Regions from separate parts of the Columba livia genome. Here regions 1 and 2 are each linked to region 3. A link is a contact called in public Hi-C data. All regions are on one chromosome and are shown on one strand. Each heading gives the region's core, a stretch centred on a gene start, on an enhancer-like site or on the middle of the called end of the contact. The rest is flanking DNA. Distances are from core to core; before and after follow the strand shown. Region 1 holds the start of LIAS (lipoic acid synthetase). Region 2 holds the start of SMIM14 (small integral membrane protein 14). Region 3 holds the start of PDS5A (PDS5 cohesin associated factor A).

Region 1 (4,223 bases), core at 26-2,525, 230 kb before region 3:
TATCAACCCTTAAAAGAAACACTGTGTGGGGGTTCATGCTTGTGAAAAAGTAGCTGAAATCAGCCATTCTTCCCCCTTTTTTGGTAGTTTTTAAGGTAGTTCAAAAACATTAGGCATTATTTAGAAACCACTTCTCCTGATACAATTTACCAATTCTGGAAATTAGAGATTTAGTTTTGTCTAGTTAAATCTAGCCAGTTCATAAAACACAGCATATAATGATCAATCACCTTCCCAGTAACTATCTGACTGTAACTACAGAAGAATATCCCATCAACAAATTCACTTCAACATTTTCAAGAATTCCAGTCCCCAAGTAGGTCACAAGGTTCCAGGAGAACAGCTTCTTTCAGCAAAAACAGAAATAAAACGAAAAATTAAATAACTTATCAGCGGCTTAAAACTCTGGTTTAATCTCCTATACTACCAAGAAGTTTTAAAGTTAACTGTAAAGCTACCCTCCCACTCTGGGCAGAGAAACGACTTCAGCAGCACTCACCTTCTTGTGCTTCTTCCCCAGGAGGGAGAGCTCCACATTGATGTGGTTAAAATCCCTCCGCAAGGTTCCTCTGGGGCCCTTTACAATGACCGTCCGGCCCTTCAGCGAAACGCTGACTGCAAATCAGAGACAAGCACACGTTAACCGGCTGCGGAGTCGGCACCACGAAGCGCCGTTCACACGCAGGCGTACCTTGCTCGGGGATGTCAACGGTCTGGTTGCTGAGGATGGTCTTCATCCTGCAAGGGACAGCACAGAGACACTGCAGAGCCCCGCGGCCGGGCCCCTCTCCCGCACGCATCCTGGAACCCGCAACTACGGACACCGACCCGCCGCCCCCACCCTCCTCTGCCCCGCCACGACGCCGGGCACCGCTCAACGACGATACCTCCCGCCCAGGCCCCGCAGGAGCGGAGAGAAGCGGCGGCCTCAGCGCTCAACTCCACAGCGGGGCCCAGCCCGGGCCTAGAACCGCCAGGGGAGGGGGGAGCTGGTGAAGGCACCATCCCGGGGCTTCCCCCGCCAAGAGCCGGGACAGGACTTGGCGGCGGGGCCCGGCGGCGCCCCGGGAGGCTGCCCAGGCCCGGGCGGGGGATCGGGACGCCGCCCGCGGCGGATGGTCCCGGATGGTCCCGGATGCGGCCGCAGGGCCGCGGCTCACCTGGCAGCAGGCAGAGCGGAAAGAGACAGCGTCTGACGTCATCACGTACTTGTACCCGCTCCCGGGCCCCCGTTCGTCATCACGCCGAGGTAGCCGTCCGGGAGCCAAGAATAGCCGAGGCCCGATGCGCGTGATCTGGCTGAGGCGGCCAGGCGGGGCGGCCGAGCGCTGGGAGGGTCGATCGGGGGAGTCGGCCCGGCTGCTTGGCGGACGCCGCCATGTCGCTGCTGCCGCGGGGCCGCTGCTGCGGGGCCGTCACCACGGCCGCCCAGCGGCTCCTGCTGGGGCCCCAGGGACGGGTGAGCGGGGCCGTATGCCGCAGCGGGCTGTCGGGGTGCACGTCGCGGCCCGGCAGCACGTAGCGCTCGGGGCGCCCTGGTGAGGGGCCGGGGCCGGGGTCCGGCGTGGCGGCGGGAGGCGGTGCCGTTCCCGTTCCCTGGGCCCGGCGGGGCTGTCCCCAGCGGCGCTGCCCGCGGTGCCCGCGCTCGCACAGCGGGCGGGGGACGGAGCGGCCGCGGAGGCGCTGCCGGGAACCGGCTGCCGGGAACCGCCGGGGCCGCGCCGCCCGGAACACCCGCACTGCCCCGAAACCTCGCACTGCCCCACGAGATGGCATCTATAGCCAAAACTATATGACTTTGTTTCAGGTTGAGATGTTTTGGAAAAGATCGTGCTTTTTGTCTGCTTCCCATGACAGAAGCATTCCTTGCATGTTTGACCGAAAGGCAATCGGGAAAAGGCTTACACAAACTCTATAAAGCCTATGCTAAACACCAAAATGACAGGCAGGTTTTTAATATATCATACTAGCACATTTATAATTCAATAAATTACAGTGTTGCTTCTTTTAGGTGTTTGGGAGCCGTGTGTGTAACCCGTACAGAACGTCAGGTTCTTTGCCAGACGAAAAAAAAGCGTTTCTGCAAAATGGACCAGACTTACAGGACTTTGTATCTGGAGATTTGGCAGACAGGAGCGCGTGGGCTGAGTATAAAGGCAATTTAAAGCGTCAGAAAGGAGAAAGGTAGTTGTGATCTTGCGGTATCTTGCATGTTTAGTACTAACTACAAAGCGTATAGAATGTATTTTTAATAAATTCTGTCATACCAGCTTGCTAATAGATTTTTTCAAGAAAGAACAAACACATTATTAGCTTCAAATGCATAATAAAACACAAAGACATGGTGGTATTTTCTCATTTGCGTGCTTGTACCACGACCTGTATTAAATGACAAATGTGCATCAGTAGGTAAGTGTATCCTACTTTGGTCTTGAAAAAATATTATTGATAGAGTAAAACAAAAAAGGAAGGCTAAATCTAAAAAGGCTTAAAACTCCCATACTTAAAAACTTGATTAGACTTTGTGATGGCTGTGTAACCCGTGCCGCCGTCAGTTGTTGCAGTCTCCAGTGTGGTACTGTTAAATCCCAGCAGTACAGTTAACAGTTTTAAACCTTCCACGGAGAACAGACTCCCACTCTTGAATGTTGGGATGATAAACGTGGAAGAGAGAAGTCCATTATGACTATGAATGATGTTAATATTGGTTGCCGAGTTGCGCCAGATTTCAAGGAACCTTTCCTAGTTGGGATCTGTAACAAGCTAAAGCGGATCTATGAAATTAATGGAATCTTACCCTGTAAATAATTTATTGATCTTTATGTTTGCTTGATGTTATTCAGGCTGCCACTTCCTCCGTGGCTGAAAACAAAGATTCCCATGGGAAAGAACTACAATAAGCTAAAGAATACCTTGAGAAGTTTAAATCTTCATACGGTAAATCTAGTACCAACCAAGTTTTCCTCTAGAAATAAGGCGTTTTTTACAGATACAAAATTATTTCTCTGTAGAGGACAGGCAGAAATCATGTCTTGCATGATGTTCAATGCTGAAACCAAGCGCAATGCTGATCCTTTTTGCCAGCAGTGAATTTTACCCATAAAGAATGAAGACAAATCCAATACACTATATCGCATTTTTCCTGCTGTGATTTTAAGTACTAGTGTGTACTACTCGCATCACCAAATGGATCGGAAGATGCTACATGTGACTGTTTTCAATGGAAACACACACAATTTCAGCATTACATACATGTTTTGCATGAAAAAAAGATCTAGAAATACATGTATTTCATTAAATGTGCCTTCCAGATGGTAAAACGTGGTGGGTATGCATGGAGAGCCTTTTTCCTTCTTTTTTTTTTTTCCAAAGCAAGGTCATGCTTTGATGAATCATAGACTTTATGAACATTTTATCATTTTTTAAACTAAAAATGTTAATGGCAATCTGTGCTAGTTAATAAGGCAGCTACATGGTTGAGTTTTTTGGACTTGGAAAGCAGAGGAAAAGAACGGTAATGGGTGTCAGGAAACAATTTTTCCTAGCTTTTCTACTGACATTTTATAGAATGAGATGTAACTCTGTTAATCTCCTTATTTATCATCAATTATGTTTTGTTTGTAGCCTGCTATTGAACTTGGTTAATGATAATAATTTTCAATAACAGCATTGAAAAAAATGCAAGTACGTTTCTGTGTTTTACCTTTAGGTATGTGAAGAAGCACGTTGTCCCAACATTGGAGAGTGCTGGGGAGGTGGTGAACACGCCACAGCTACAGCTACTATTATGGTAAACCATGTGTCTTAAGTATTCTGCTAATGTTTGAGCTCTTTGTAGTGTATTGTTGGATCTCTACTGTAGTGGAGTGGGTTTATTACAAGAAATCCAGAGTAAAGCACTGTCCTAGTTTTTTTGCTTGGTATTGGGATTGATCAGGTCTGGCTTATGCAGCTGTTTCTCAGCTGAGCAGGAGCGATGTGCGTGATGTAAAGGTAGGAATGTCTTTCTTATTTCAGCTGATGGGTGACACATGCACTAGAGGTTGCAGATTTTGTTCGGTAAAGACAGCAAAAAATCCACCTCCACTGGATCCCGAGGAGCCTTACAACACAGCAAAGGCCATAGCTGAGTGGGGCTTGGATTATGTGGTGCTGACGTCTGTGGACAGGGATGGTTAGTATGTTGCCACTCGTGTCTTCCAGTCTGAGCTCTCATGTGCCTT
Region 2 (4,303 bases), core at 965-3,464, 130 kb before region 3:
AGTGAGCTGACTATGCTCAAAGGACTCCACTTTTTCATTTTGTGTGTGGATCTTTCTAAGGGTGAAAGACTATCGAGAACTTAATTCAGAAGATACACACAGAGCTGTATTATCAACATACTATAAAATATATTATGAAGTCAGACATGGAAGTCACTGAAATAACACAAAGACACTACATTCTCATTTTTTCTAAGCATTTTCTTATTTCACAAAAAAAAAAAACTCTAAAACAAATCCTAAACCAAACCAAAAGAAAAACCTGAAACACCTATTCAAAGACTGTTAGTCTATGGTCCTGTTCTGGCCTAAAACCCTGTAGAGTCTTCTGCAAAATAGTAAACTATAGTAAAGCATAAAACAATATAAGAGGTATACAGTGATAACCCCAGCATGCTGATTACATAAGGTACTGATTTTATGCAGTATTTTAATCCTGGCAGAACTCACCGCTACTCTGTTCTACCTTCCAAAAAGCCTTTCCGTATTCTCTATCTTTTCCCAAAGCCAAAATTAACACAGTATATGGTGAATATGAAACAGCTGTGAGATAACTGAAGGATGCCTATTTAAGGACAAGGGAAAAGTGTGGTGTAGTAAGGAAAAGAGATGCAGTAATTCATATTAATTTGATTTGCTTTTCGCAGTAACAGACTCTGACATTTGTAATCCAAATGAGCACATGAAAATAAACCTAGATACAAAGCAGGCAAAAATCACTGCCCTTTACTGTGGCTGTTACTGGATGTCTACTACCTATAACATACAAGGACACTCACAGGAACACAAAGGATTCTGACACTTGATAAAGGTCATGTTTTCCACTCCATTCAGAGCAAAATCTGAATATTAGAAGCACAGCTTCTTTCTATGAGCTGTCTGAAAAGACATGAGGCATCTAACCTGGAGATTTTATGTGCCGCCTTTATAGTTTTTTCTCTAGTACTCAGTAAGAGCTCAGCACACCATAAACCTAACTTTCATCTATGAGCTATAAGAAGCAGAAAAGAGTTATTATGCTTATTTTACAGGTGAGAGCCTAAGGCACAGAGAAGCCACGGTCTAGCTTCTCTAAATGAACTTAAGACACATCAGCAGGAGTCAGATGTCTAAATTATTCTGAAGATGAAGGCCCAAGTTCACACTATAAGTCATTAAAAATAAATCAGGCCTAATGCAAAATGATCCTTCTCAAAAAGGTGCTAAAAACCTCAGCTGAAAAACTGCATTGTGCACTGCGTTAAAAACAAGTTTCTGTCTGAGGAAGACCTAAGGTAATGAACAGATGCACATGGTACAACATTCTTGCAGGAAAATAGTCTTTTTCCAGTCAAACCACAGGGGAAGAGTAAACATACACAGAAAAAGGGCTATGCAAATCTGTATTAGTTAGAATTTTTGTTATTGGTTGCGCCTATACTTTCTTTGCTATGCATATAGTAGTTGAAACACTGTGTATACTAATGAAGATAAATTGCAGGCAACAGCCATACCAGAAGTAGACATTTGTTGAAATAAACGTCTATGTTGTACATTGTCCTGCACTGCACCGTTAAGAAGAGGCACTATAAAATCTTTCTATAGACCTTAAGGTCTTGAAAGCCTCGAGTTCCTGAATAAACAGTTGTAAATGCAATCTCAGGTTCCCCTTTAAAAAAATCTATCTATATACCATACCATATTTTGCGCACCTCAGGCTAGCAGAGATGGTTACTGGTATCCTATTTCAGTTTTCTAGACGGCACAACATCTGTGGCTTGCCACGTTTGCTTCTGCAATACAATACAACAGTCCATTAGACAGGAATGATGTTCACCTTTTACTCTATTTTCAAAATATTGTAGCAGAATCTATAAAAAGAAACAGTTCCTTACACTGCCTCCTCAGAGCTGCCTGCTCCCGGGCCTGCGAGATCCCCGTCCCAGGCGAGGACGCAGCAGTGTCTCCAAGGGAAGGACGAGTGTCAAGACTGCAAGGTGCTGGGCCAGCAGCGCAGTGTGTGAGGAGCTGCAGTTTTATCCAGAGAGCATAAGTAAAAAAGACCACAAAGCTAACAGGCATTGCAGTATGGGCAGGTTGAACGGATTCTCAAGGCATGTGAAACCCTCCCTGGCTATCTTTGCTCCGGGACTTCACCAGAACACCTGTCAGCTGGTCCTTGGGCCAGCTGTTTCCTCAGGGACACCTCAGACTTCCCCTCTGCTACCCCGGCACCAGCCGGCCCAGCCCGACTCAGCCCGCCCGAGGGCACCCCCTTCACCCCGGCCCGGTGCTTCAGGCATCCCCCCGCCGCGGCTGCTGGCACAACGCCGGGCCGGGGAGGCCGGTAGGGCCGCGCTGCCCGCGGCGGCAGCCATGACGACACAACCGCCTCAGCGCTGCCCCGATTCCCGGCGGCGGGGCTTTGCCTGCGGGCGTTTCTCCGCACACCTTCGCCAGGCGCCGCTGGGGACCCGCCTGGCCCATGACATGGCGAGCGGCGGCAGGCGGGCGCTCCCGGGGCGGAACCCCCGCACCCCCTGAGGAGGCGGCGGCATCCTTCCCCGGGGAGCCGCGGAGAAGAGGAGGCCGAGGGCGCCACTGGCCAGCGCTCGACCGCCCCGTGGCGGAGCCCCGGTGCCCGCTCCACTCCACTCCGCTCCGCACACACGACAGCCCCTCCTGAGCGGCGGCGGAGCCGGCGGCCCCAGCGCGCATGCTCGGCGCGGGCGCCATTTTGGTGGGGCCGGGAGTTATCCAGCGGGAGCGGCGGCGGCGGAGCTCGCTGGGCCCGGCTCGGAGGCAGCGGCGAGTGGGTGCCCGCTGCAGAGATGGCTAACATCGCGGTGCAGAGGATCAAGCGGGAGTTCAAGGAGGTGCTGAAGAGCGAGGAGGTCAGAGCCTCTCCCCTTCCCCTGCGTGCCGCCGCCGCCACCTTCCCCCGTCTGTGTGTCTGTGAGTGCGGGCAGCGGGGGAAGGTGCAGGCGCCCCGCTGGCCTGCACGGGGACCCCGCTTGCCCCTCAGCCCCACCTCCCCGTGCTGGGGGTGGGCCAGTCCCACGGCCTCGGGGAGGAGAATGGCGATTCCCGGGGAGACGGGACCCGCCAGCCGCCGGGAGGGGGGAGGAGGGGGCCCTGGAGCCCCTCCCCCAGCGGGCAACGAGAGTCGCCGGCGGCCCGAGGGGGAGCGGGGCCGGCGGGCCGGGCCCAGGAAGTGATGCGGCGGCAGCGGCTGTGGGGGCGCGCCCCGGGGAGAGCGGGCGGGCAGGCCCCCGCGGCGGGCGGGCGGGCGATGCCCGGGAGGGAGCGCGCTGCCAGGCCCGAGGCTGCGGGGCGGGGTGGGGCCTGCCCGGCGCGGGGCGACCGGGGCCCCCGGCCCGCGCCCCCCGTGTCCCCCCGCCCGCGCGCGGCCAGGCCCACGCGCCGCCCCGCCGGGGGAGGCTCCGCCGGGAGGGGGGGAAGCGATCGGTGAGGCCGAGGTGCGGGTACGTGGACTCGCAACCCCTTAAGTCGCCCCTCTGGTCAGCCCGAGCCTGAGGGTGCAGAGAACGGCTTTAGTTTTTACGGAGAGGGTTGCAGGTAAATCCCTATTTATTTATGTTACTTTAATACAGAACTGCCTTTACCCTACTGCAGGCTTACTCACCTTCAGGTGGATGCTTTTAAAGCCTCACTCATTTCAATCATGCTCCCTCGTTTCCTGAGCAATGTGTTTCTGAGGTATGTGGCGGTCAGTGAGACACCATGACTGCTTTGAAGGGGACATTGGAGAAGTTTTGGTCAGTGTTGGGGACATATAGCAGCGTTTGCAGGGTTGCATCAATACGGCTCTTGCGGTGTCTGTATCTGAGTTGGTGGACGTCAGCCAGATGGGTTGTAATGGTTGTGTCGTCATTGTCGTCCTGCTTGGGATGATGTTGCAGGTTAGAGGCTTGTGAAATGTTAATGCGAACATGTAACTCTTAAGGCAGGTGTTTATTGAAATCTGGACACATTCACAGAAGAAAAATGGAGAGGCTAATTTTTGAAATATACTAGTGACTTCAGGAAGCCGTGTTTAGGGTAGCAGTAGTTGATGTGCTTATAAATTGTGTGCTAACAGCATTGTTGCTATGCAGCTTGAACTAGCCCCTAGAAAAATGTGAGGGCCTGGTTTTACAGCTGCCCTCAGAGCCCAGGCTGATTTTTGCTGAGCTGTTGCACAGCAAATACAGAATTGCATGTAAGCTAAGGGAAATTTCTAGGTGGATACCTTTATACTGAAGCTAGAAAATCTAGACTCGTACCACATATAACCAGCTGATTTTGTGAGAACGAAGAAGTC
Region 3 (4,470 bases), core at 1,307-3,806:
ATGTGAATTCAGCAAAACATATACACATTATTTTGAAATTCCTGTTATCTAGGAATGGCAAGCTCACCACTCCAAGTTCTCCAACTGGGATAAAATACCCATTTCAATGAGCACCTCAAAAGTGCACTCTATCCCATTCCACACAGACTTTGATTCAAGGTCTCTGTTGAAACAATCAAAACTATAGGATCTTCCCTTGCCACTGACAATATTCCACTGGAATCCTGAAAATACTAGGCTGGACTTGTCCATTCAATAATTTCCAAAATTGTAATTAGAAAGTAAGGCTCGTTTTCAAATCAACAACTGACAATTGTCTGGCTGCTTCAAAAGCAAAGCACAAAGCCTACATTCTCTTCACACTTACAGGTAAGAGACTTTTTGATGTACTATCTGACTAGCCAAGACCATGATTTTTATTTTTCAGTCTTTGTGAGGTCACTGTTATGATGTGAAACACATAATCAGTTGAGAGAATATTTCCAATCTCTAAAAAAATTATTACTACATCTCCACCCTTGGCATAGGACCAAATCCCAGGTTACGACAACTTTCTGGTCCAAAAACCATGGTGTTAACAAACAAGCTGTGCCAATATTTGATCAATGGTCAACTTTATTCGCTATTTTCAGTAAAGAGTTAAGAAATACTACCATTGTATCACATTAGTATTTCATGTTTTAAGTGGAAAAAGGGATTAAAAAAAAAAAAAATAGATATAAGCCTCACAGTCCCCCAGGATGCTGTCAAGCAAGCAGAGAAGATGCTCTTGTAACAGACCCTTTTGCTTATGAAAATTTATCAACTTCACCAAGCATCAGTTATACTGAGTAGGAATGAATTTATACGTATTATATCAAATTGCAAAATCTGAGGCAAGTTTTACATAGGAAACAATTTCAAAATTCCATCTACAAACTCCAGAATTTCATCCATGCTGTTTGTGAACACTGCCACCTTTTCAGTCAAGAATACCCTTAACTAGATCTGCTGCTTCCCCTGTTCAACTATGCCTCCTCAAAGTGCTGGAACCCACAAAAACCTTCTAGATTACCACGGAAAATTTTCAGTAACTTATCTTGGAATTATTACTTATGATTCCACTTCAGAACTCTCCCCAAAACTGTGACTGTATTTCACACACAAATCAACAACTTAACGTATCAGCTCCGGCTTTGTGAGAACTCATATGAGTACATTCACAAATTACAAATATAACTCCTCCCATTTTAAGGAAAAGCAAGGAAGTGGCATTCCCATAAAGGTCTGCAGGCAAGGAGACATTTCAACTACGACAAGGAGACAGTTCTCTGGGCAGTTCTCCTTTTCCGTGATGAAACGTTTACTTTAAGAAGCAAAAGTTGCAAGAAGGTGACGGTAGCCAGGATTGCTCACCTTTAACCGTTTAACCACCTCATCGTTGGTAATTTTGTCCGTAATCTCCTTCACTCCAGGAGGATAGTAGATGATTTTACCGTCGGCAGCAGGTTTTGGTTGGGTAGCAGGGAAGTCCATCCTGGCGCTGCTGGTTATAAACTTTCCTTCTCCACAGTCCTCTACCGGCCTCTATCGGTCAGAAAACAAAAGTTCAGCAGAATGGAAACGACTTTCTAACCCTCTTTTTCCATTTCTCACCCTCATTTCGCAGAAGGCCCCGGTTATCACCCCGCGGGCTGCGCCCCCCGCCGCAACCCCCGCCCCGGGCGGCGCTGCAGCGAGGCCGGGCCCGCGGCCGCTCCTCACAACTCCGGCTCCTCCATTCCCCCCCGGCGCCTCCTTTCATTGCGGGGCTGCTCCAGCCCAACACTGTTAGTTCGGAACCGACGATTTTACAATGAAATTTCGGGCTCGATCGAAGGATGTCCCGGGGCCGAGGGCCCGTTACGGCCCGAGGAGCGGACGGGAGGGTGCAATTCCCGGCCCCGGGCGGGGGTCGGAGCCGGCACACCGGCCCCGGAGCCGGGAGACGAGGCCTAAACAGTTAGGCCTCAAAACTATCAGGAGGCAGAGAAACCAACAGGGGAGGGGGAGGGAAGGAGGCGGCGGCGGGCACAAACAAAACACCCCCGCCGGCCTCCCCGCCCGGCGCCGAGCCCCCCGCCCGACCCCCCGCGGCGGCGGGAGCCCCCCCGGGGAGGGGGCCAGGCCACTCTCCACTTTCCATTTGTTCCCGCAACTTCATGTCCCCTCAGCCCCTCGCCCACAGCCCCTCCTCGGCCCGCCGCCCCGCACCCGGCCGGGCCCACAAAGAGCCACCCCCAGCGCCGCGCACACACCCCCGCCGGCCGCGGGCGGCCGGGAGGGGGGGAACGGGGACGGAGGGAAGCGGGACCTGGAGCCGCCTTTACCTCATGCAGCTCCGGAAGGTGCAGCATTGAGTAGCCTCCGTGCCGGGTGGTCCTCGCTCTCCGCCGCTGCCCCGGCCGGCCGCTGCCCTGGCTGCTCCCGCCGCCTCCCTGCTCCGCGGTGCGGCGGCGGCTCCTGCTCGGGGAGGGGTGGGGGGAGGGGGAGGCTGCTCGGTGGCGGCGGCGGCGGCTGGGGAGAGGGGGAGGCTCCGGCAGAGCGTGCGCCGCGGGGACACAGTGCCGCTCTCCGTCCGGCCGGGGAAGAACAGCCCGGGAGGAGGCTCCGCGCCGCCCCCGTGCCCGCCCGCCTTCGGGCCTGGGGCCGGGCCCGCAGCGCCGCCCAGCTAGGATCCCCCAGCCCCAGCCCTGGGGCAGGGGCGAGGCCGGCCTGTAAGTCTCCTACCTCGCCGAGCCCCGCGCAGGGCGGCGGCGGGCAGTACCGGGCACGGCCGCCGCAGCGCTGCCTCCCGCTTGGCGCCAAAACCCCCGGGGCGGCGGGGCCGGGCGGGCCCCGGCCTGAGGGCCCCTCTCCTGGCGGGTCTCAGCCCCGCGGGGCTGTGCTGGGCGGCGGGGGGCAGCGGCCGGCTCTGAGGGCGAGGCCTGGGCGGCGTGGGGCCGGCTGCCGGGGAGGGGACGGGCAGGTTCCCGGCTGCAGGGCGGCGGCGCCGTGTGCGGGAAGGAGAGAGACATGTTTGTGCTTCCTCACGGAGCCGGGCTGCCCATGGCTGCGCGGGCTCGTCCTGCCGGTGTCTCGGGCAGCTGGTGCCGGTGGTGAGGCCTGGTCTGCGTGATAAACAAGAAAATGGGGGGAGCGGTGTGTGGGGTGGCACGGAGAGGGCTGTGGCGGGCGGGAGGCGCGGGGGAAGAGCAGCATCGACGTCCGAATTTTTCTTCTCGGTGGCAGATGAGTTTCTCATACGTTAATGTATTTATAAATCTCCAGGAGAAACTTAAATATGCAGACCGAAGGAAACATTGTCAGCCAACTCAGGAAATCCTTCCATGCAAAATGTCTTTGTAATTTAATATTCTTTCACATTTCCAAGAGATGGGCTATGTCTGGAAAGTCAGTAGCAAAGTGGGATATATTTGCCTGTTTTGAATTTGCGTTATGTGCCCTGCATATCTGAACTGTAGGTGGCTAGGAAGTTTTCCAGATGCTTGACCTGCTCAGAGAAGGTGCATGACAACCAAAAGATAACTTTTAACTGATCAAGAATAATTTAGGGTCTTCATCTGACTATTCCTGGTTACGTTTTGAAAGTGTCTGAGTTTTCTATAGAGCGAATGGCAGGCAGGTGGCTGGGAGCGGTCTGCTTGGAGGGACAGGTTTCTCCGCAGGGGCTGCACCTGTGTGACGGGGCCGTGTTGGGCACAGCAGAGGGGCAGGTGTGGCCTGTGGGTCACGCAGGAAACGTGCGTGAGGGGATGGGAAAGGGGTAAGTAAGTAAGATGATGATAAACTATGCCGAATTCCAGATTTACAAGGTGTGGGAGGAAAACATACGAACGCTGAGGAGCTCTCAGGTACTTCTGCTGTAGTAGTATGTGGGTAGGAAATTTCTCTCTTACACCTGTGTTCCTTGTTTCCCTTTAGGCTTGTCCTAGGGGACTTAAAGCCTTGGATGTCCATAGCTTCTATGAAACCAGCTCAGAAGGATTACAGTGAAAATGACTAAGAGTTGGAAGGAACCCCTAAGAGATTTCAGATACTGATTTGGAAATGTAGAAGGGTGCTGCTAGGCAAGGCATTTAGATGTGGCTGTGAGTCCAGGCTTAGATAAAATTATTCTCTCCAGGCTTAAGGATCGATGGATTGCGGCATTCACAATGGACAGGTGACCATAAGAATAGGATACACAATTCAGTTTTAACAAGGTTTTACTGATTTAATAAAAAAAGCCAGCGCCAAGTGTTTAATCTTTTTCCTAATCTGAAGTTCAGTGGCCGTTTAGATTTGCCTTAGAGCTGAAGTACTCAGACTAGCTATCAACCCGTATTTGTTGTCAATAAAATAATGTGTACTGTCAGAACTATTATACTTTTTAAAATTGAAGTTTTTGATTATTGCATTTGTTACATTGCGCACATTTGTTTCCCAAATTAAATTACTAATATAAGCAAT

Evidence for each region. A called contact is a pair of places that touch in the nucleus more often than the background predicts.
Region 1: a Hi-C map of liver shows a contact between it and region 3, with 4 times the contacts expected there. The contact joins the promoter of LIAS here to the promoter of PDS5A in region 3. A contact is called at or near these places in 2 of 2 Hi-C or Micro-C datasets (crop and liver).
Region 2: a contact with region 3 is called in a Hi-C map of crop, with 5 times the contacts expected there. The contact joins the promoter of SMIM14 here to the promoter of PDS5A in region 3. A contact is called at or near these places in 2 of 2 Hi-C or Micro-C datasets (crop and liver).

The regions. Positions count from the first base shown.
Region 1 is chr4:24,613,588-24,617,810 of bColLiv1.pat.W.v2, forward strand. LIAS (lipoic acid synthetase) reads left to right here and starts at 1,276. Exons shown (of 11, transcript XM_065062640.1): 1 at 1,276-1,459; 2 at 2,012-2,184; 3 at 2,844-2,937; 4 at 3,710-3,790; 5 at 4,018-4,174. The coding sequence starts at 1,379. RPL9 (ribosomal protein L9) reads right to left here and starts at 1,234. Exons shown (of 8, transcript XM_065062647.1): 1 at 1,161-1,234; 2 at 692-738; 3 at 500-615. The coding sequence starts at 737.
Region 2 is chr4:24,706,725-24,711,027 of bColLiv1.pat.W.v2, forward strand. SMIM14 (small integral membrane protein 14) reads right to left here and starts at 2,215. Exons shown (of 6, transcript XM_005501253.3): 1 at 1,875-2,215; 2 at 1,692-1,772. UBE2K (ubiquitin conjugating enzyme E2 K) reads left to right here and starts at 2,447. Exons shown (of 7, transcript XM_065062636.1): 1 at 2,447-2,873. The coding sequence starts at 2,811.
Region 3 is chr4:24,838,863-24,843,332 of bColLiv1.pat.W.v2, forward strand. PDS5A (PDS5 cohesin associated factor A) reads right to left here and starts at 2,557. Exons shown (of 34, transcript XM_065062617.1): 1 at 2,349-2,557; 2 at 1,396-1,566. The coding sequence starts at 2,375.